Regions from separate parts of the Sus scrofa genome. Here region 2 is linked to region 1. A link is a contact called in public HiChIP or PLAC-seq data. All regions are on one chromosome and are shown on one strand. The core of a region is the stretch at or near the end of the contact, and the rest is flanking DNA. Distances in the headings are between cores, read along the strand shown.

Region 1 (2,811 bases), core at 184-2,683:
GCCAGATGGCCTAGGTATGCTTGCTCTTTCTCGGGGGCCTCAGGCTCCGTGCCCTTGTCCAGCACCTCGGCTGCATCCAGACCCTTCTTCTTGTGCAGCGCCTCGAAGATCTTGTGCTGCAGGTACATGTTGTAGCGCTGGTAGCTGCTCCGCTCCACCATCAGGGAGTGGTACTGTTCCAGGAGCTCGGCGCGCAGCTGCTGCTCCTGCTGCTTCTGCACCTCCTCAGTCCATTCCTGACTGCCAAACTCGAGTCCCTCGTCCAGATCCCCCAGCTCTCCCTTGCTTTTCTCCCTGCTTCTTTCCACATGCCTCCCCTCGCTCTTCTCGCTCTCCTCGCTCTCTTCTTTCTCCTCCTCATGTCCCTCCCGCTCGGCATCCCGGACTGGCGCAGCCTCTTCCTTGCCGGCCGGAGGGACCTGCGACAGGATTTCCTTCCTCGGCTCCGCTGCCACCTCCGCCTCCTGCCGGTCCTCGTCTTCGTCTTCTTCCTGCTCCTCCAGGTCCTCCTCCTCTGGTCCCTCGGGCCCGCCTTCGGGCACTGGCTTGGCTGGCTCCTCAGGCTCGGCCTCGGCCGGCTCCTCCGGCTCGGCCTCCGCCTCCGTCTCGGCCGGCCACTCCGGCTCCACGGGCCCCTCCTCCCCCGCAGCCTCGGTGGCCCCCAGCCCTTCCTGGGACTCGGCCGGCTTGACCCGCTCGGCCTCCGCGGCCTCTGCCTCTGAAGCTCCTACGGCTTCCGGCTCCGTGGGTTCGGCCGGGGACTGGGCGCCAGAGCTGGTCTTGATCACCGACAACCGCGAGGTCAGGCTCTCCACGTCTCCATCTGCCCTCTCGAGGTCCTCGGAGTGCTCGGAGTAGTCGTCCATCTCCCTCCCCGCCGGGACAGCGCCACAGACTCCCGCTCAGGGCTGTTAGGTTTCCAGGGGCAACCAGGGGCGCGCGCGGTGGGCCCGGCGATTGGCCGGACGTCATCCCGACGCCCTGCCCCCTTCTCCCCGCCTCCCGGCAAAGGCAGACCAATGAGAGACCGCGAGTGGACGACGGGCGGCGTTGATTGGGAGAGGGCGTGGGCTCGCGCCGCGAGGGGCGTGGCGCTCCCGCAGCGCTTCCTTTCCGCCCTTTTCCCAGCGCCCGGCCTGGGGCGTGGCGTCCGGGAGGCGCTGGGAGCCGCGGACCGCGGGCGCGAGGGGCGCGCAGGCGCAGAGCGGCGGGCCGGGCCCCCGCGCGGTGGAGCGCGCGGGGCGCCTGCGCGGTGCGGCGGGGCGACGGCGGCGGCGGCGGCCCGGCCGGCCCGAGGGCGCCTGCGTGCTGAGGCGGGACGCGGCCCGGCTGCCCGGCTCCGGCGGCGCCTGGGCGGGGCGGCACGGTGGCGGCGGCCGCGGCGGCGGGCGGCGTTTGCTCGAGCGCGGCGGCGGGCCTGGGCGGCGGCGCGCTGACGGCGGCGGCGCGGCGGCGGCGGCGGCGGGCGCGGGCGGCGGGCGGCGGGCGGGGGAAGATGGCGGAGCTGGGTAAGAAGTACTGCGTGTACTGCCTGGCCGAGGTGAGCCCGCTGCGCTTCCGCTGCACCGAGTGCCAGGACATCGAGCTGTGCCCCGAGTGCTTCTCGGCCGGCGCCGAGATCGGCCACCACCGCCGCTACCACGGCTACCAGCTGGTGGACGGCGGGCGCTTCACGCTGTGGGGGCCCGAGGCCGAGGGCGGCTGGACCAGCCGCGAGGAGCAGCTGCTGCTGGATGCCATCGAGCAGTTCGGCTTCGGAAACTGGGTGAGCGGCGGGCGTGCGCGCCCGCGGGAGGCCGGTGCTCGCCCCAGACCCGGCGCCGAGAGGCTAAGCCACACGCCCAAGGTCACACAGCAGGAAGTGGCAGAGCGGGATGGGGACCGCGGTGGCTGCCGCCAGGGCAGGTTACTTCGTGGGTGTCCGCCGAGGGCGCCCTCCGGGCGGGGCGCGGGCAGGCCTGCAGACCCGCGGCGGTGGGCGCGCGGAGGAGGGAGTTGGTTTTGCCCGGGCAGGGCGGCGGGGAAGGCCGGGCAGGCTTCAGCCGGGCCCCGCGGCCTCTCCCACCGCCTCGCGTGCGCGCACCCTGTCCTCGTGGCCCCGCGCGCTTTGTGGCCTGTGTCCCCTGCCCGGGACTTGCTTGTCCCCGCAGCACCCAGGACGTCGTGTGAGGAGGGCTCGGCGGGTTCTGCCCCCGGAGCGTGAGCCCGGACGCGCCTGCCCTGGCTTTTGCTCTTCGTTTGTCAGGGGGGTTTCTATGGAGACATTTATCTGAGAGCTGGACTGGATTCGTTTACACTGGGGTCCTTGTGAGGGCGACGTGGTGGCTCTTCCCTCGCGGCCTCCGAGGAGCTCTCTTGTCACTGGACGAGGCAGCGTTCGTCCCTTCGAGCAAGGGCGAATCTGGCTGTATTCTGGTCCAGAGCCTCCGGGCGTGCGGCCCCCTCCAGGCCTTAGGAGAGGCAGGGCCGGAGCCGCGAGCCACCCCGGACCCTCACCTCTCCAGACCCTTCCATGAGGGTTCCCGCCTTCCTTGAACCAGCATTTCATCTGGCTGCCGCTCCTCCAGCGGTGCAGCCCTCCCTCGGGGTCCCTGGGAGATTGGTTCCAGAACCCCCAGGGGCCGCCCAGCCCGCCGGTCCTCAGGTCCCTTGTAGAAAACGGCGAAGCAGGGTGGGTCGAATCCTCGGATGCAGAACCAGGGGTGCGGAGGGCTGCCCATGCGCCTCCTCCCGGGCTTCCTGGTGGAAGACGGGCCACGGTTCTCCCCGCCTTCCCAAACCTGCCCTGCCTTTATCTGTGTTTGCTTTTCT
Region 2 (2,811 bases), core at 83-2,582, 270 kb before region 1:
TCGGGGTCGATTCTTGGCCTTGCTCAGTGGGTTGGCGATCTGGCGTTGCCGCGAGCTGTGGTGTGGGTTGCAGACGTGGCTCGGATCCCGTGTTGCTGTGGCTCTGGCGTAGGCCAGTGGCTGCAGCTCCAATTAGACCCCTAGCCTGGGAACTCCATGTGCCATGGGAGCAGCCCTAGAAAAGACAAAAAAAAAATGTCCACAGGAGACAAAGTCCATTTATTTACTCTGTTCTGTTGTTATTTTTAAAATTTTTTTATTTTTTGTCTTTTCAGGGCTACACCTTCGGCATATGGAGGTTCCCAGGCTAGGGGTTGAATTGGAGCCGTTGTTGCCAGCCTACTCCACAGCCACAGCAATGCCAGGTCCGAGCCGCATCTGCAACCTACACCACAGCTCAGGGCAGCACCCAGATCCTTAACCGACTGTTTGAGGCCAGGGATCAAATCCGCAACCTCATTGTTCCTAGTCTATCTCAAAGAATAAACAGGAGGCTGGCTGTAAAAGTCTAACCTGGAGCCTACCCACCTTGTGCCTCAGTATTATATTTTGACCTGGTTGGAGGTTACATGGTTGTATGGATATGAACAAAACAATAAATGTGTACTTTTTTTTTTTTAAACTATACCTACTGCATATGGAAGTTCCTGTGCCAGGATCGAATCCAAGCTATGAGAAAGCAACACTGGATTCTTAACGCAGTGCTTGGGCCAGGGATTGAACACCTGCCACTGCAGAGACAAAGCCAAGCCCTTAACCCACTGCACCACAGCGAGAATTCCATCCATGTGTACATTTAAGATTCATTTATTGTATTCGTTATACTTTCATATTTTTAAAAAGGGTTCTGAGAGTTCCCGTTGTGACTCAGTGGGTTAAGGACCTATCCTTGTCTCTGTAAGGATGCAGGTTTGAAAAATAAAATAAAATAAAAATAAAAATAATTAAAAAAAACCAAAAGGATGCAGGTGTGATTCCTAGCCTTGCTCCGTGAGTTAAGTATCCAGTGTTGCCGTAAGTCGCCATGTAGGTCGAAGATGCCGCCCAGATCCGTGTTGCTATGGCTGTCGCACAGGTCCCAGTTGCAGCTCTGATTTGACTGTTAGCGGGGGACCTTCTATATGCAGGCGCAGCATCAAAAATATAAAAAAGGGTTCTGAGCATGAACGTATACGCGGGGCCTGAGTGCTCCGGCCGCTGCAAGCGGAGGTGGCGCGGGCGCGCGCACGTGCCTGCGGCGGGCAAGGGACCAGAAACAAGGGGATTGCGCGGCGCAAAGTGCGCGCGTGGAGGCCGGAAGTGTGGCTGCGTGCCATGCGTGCGCATGCGCGCTGAGACCGGAAGTGGGTGGAAGTCTGGGCGTCGCGCGCCATGGAGGGTGACCCGGTTGGGTGCCTGCGGCCGCTGGAGGTGCCAGCGGCAGAGGAGGCGGATCCCCAGGTAGCTTCTTGGAGCGGGGACAGCGGCAACGTGTCCCAGAGCCACAGCAGCGCCTCTGGGCCGTGGGAGGACGAGGGTCCCGAGCTGGGCGCGCCGGGCCGGGACCTGCCGCTGCTGCGCCGCGCAGCCGCCGGCTACGCCACCTGCTTGCTGCCCAGCGCCGGGGCGCGCCCCGAGGTCGAGGCCTTGGACGCGAGCCTGGAGGATCTGCTCACCAGGGTGGACGAGTTTGTGGGTATGCTCGACATGCTGCGCGGCGACTCCTCCCACGTGGTTAGCGAAGGCGTGCCTCGCATTTACGCTAAGGCCACCGAGATGCGTCGGGTCTACAGCAAGATCGACCGGCTCGAGGCCTTCGTGGGGATGATCGGCGCCAGCGTGGCCAGGATGGAGGAGCATGTCGCCAGGGCGGAGGCCGAGCTGGGGACTTTCCCTAGTACATTCCGGAAACTCCTGCACACAATTAACGTGCCGTCCTTCTTCAACAAGGCGCCCTCCAGCAAATCCCAGCTGACGGGATACGAGCCCCCCGTCGTGTTTCGGACAGAAGACCACTTTCCCTGTTGCAGCGAAAGACCTCAGGTGTGAGTCTGCCGCACAGCGCTGCAAGAGGACGCGGTCTGAAATTATCAATTGAAAGTGCTGTTAATAGACATGCACGATGTTGGAGTTTGGAATTTTCAAGTAATTTTTTGCACACTTCATTTCTCACGTCTTCATCTCACATAGGATATAAGATTTTCTTTTTCTTTTTTCTTTTCTGCCCTGTGGCATGCGTTAGTTCTGGGGTCAGGAGAAGAACCTGTGCCACAGCAGTGGCTTAAACTATAGCAGTGACAACACCAGATCCTTAACCTGCCGAGCCACCAGGGAACTCCAGGATACATGATTTTCTATGTCTTCCAGTTCAGACTTGAAAGCTACTTGGTGTGGGGTTTGTGCGGGTAGGGACCAGGAAGCAAAATAAATGAATTTATGTATGCACTGTGGCAGAACTTATTTATTTTACGGCTCAACTAATAGTAATATCTTTTCAAGATTTGCATACTTGTATACACTTAAGAAAACTGAGCCTTTAAAGCCTTGTTAATTTGATCCCAATAGTGATTCAGTTTTCCATAGCTTACTTTTACTTTATTATTATTATTATTATTGTTATTTGTCTTTTTAGGGTCACACCTGCAGCATATGGAGGTTCCCAGGCTAGGGGTCCAGTCTGAGCTGTAGCCGATGGCCTGCCAGAGCCACAGCAACAGCAGATCTGAGTGGCATCTGCGACCTACACCGCAGCTCACGGCAACGTCGGGATCCTCAACCCACCGAGTAAGGCCAGGGATCAAACCTGAGTCCTCATGGATACTAGTCAGGTTC

What was found. HiChIP or PLAC-seq counts read pairs in DNA pulled down with a chosen protein or histone mark.
Region 2: a contact with region 1 is called in an H3K27ac HiChIP or PLAC-seq map of skeletal muscle, with 8 times the contacts expected there. The contact joins the promoter of BLOC1S4 here to the promoter of TADA2B in region 1. A contact is called at or near these places in 1 of 5 promoter capture datasets (skeletal muscle) and 2 of 2 datasets of contacts at active chromatin or transcription factors (alveolar macrophages and skeletal muscle).

What each region holds. Positions count from the first base shown.
Region 1 is chr8:3,826,735-3,829,545 of Sscrofa11.1, reverse strand. It overlaps TADA2B (transcriptional adapter 2-beta), which reads left to right and starts at 1,433. Exons shown (of 2, transcript XM_003356846.4): 1 at 1,433-1,765. The coding sequence starts at 1,496. It overlaps CCDC96 (coiled-coil domain-containing protein 96), which reads right to left and starts at 1,157. Exons shown (of 1, transcript XM_003356850.4): 1 at 1-1,157. The coding sequence starts at 866.
Region 2 is chr8:4,094,311-4,097,121 of Sscrofa11.1, reverse strand. It overlaps BLOC1S4 (biogenesis of lysosome-related organelles complex 1 subunit 4), which reads left to right and starts at 1,332. Exons shown (of 1, transcript XM_003356845.4): 1 at 1,332-2,811. The coding sequence starts at 1,372. The coding sequence ends at 2,028.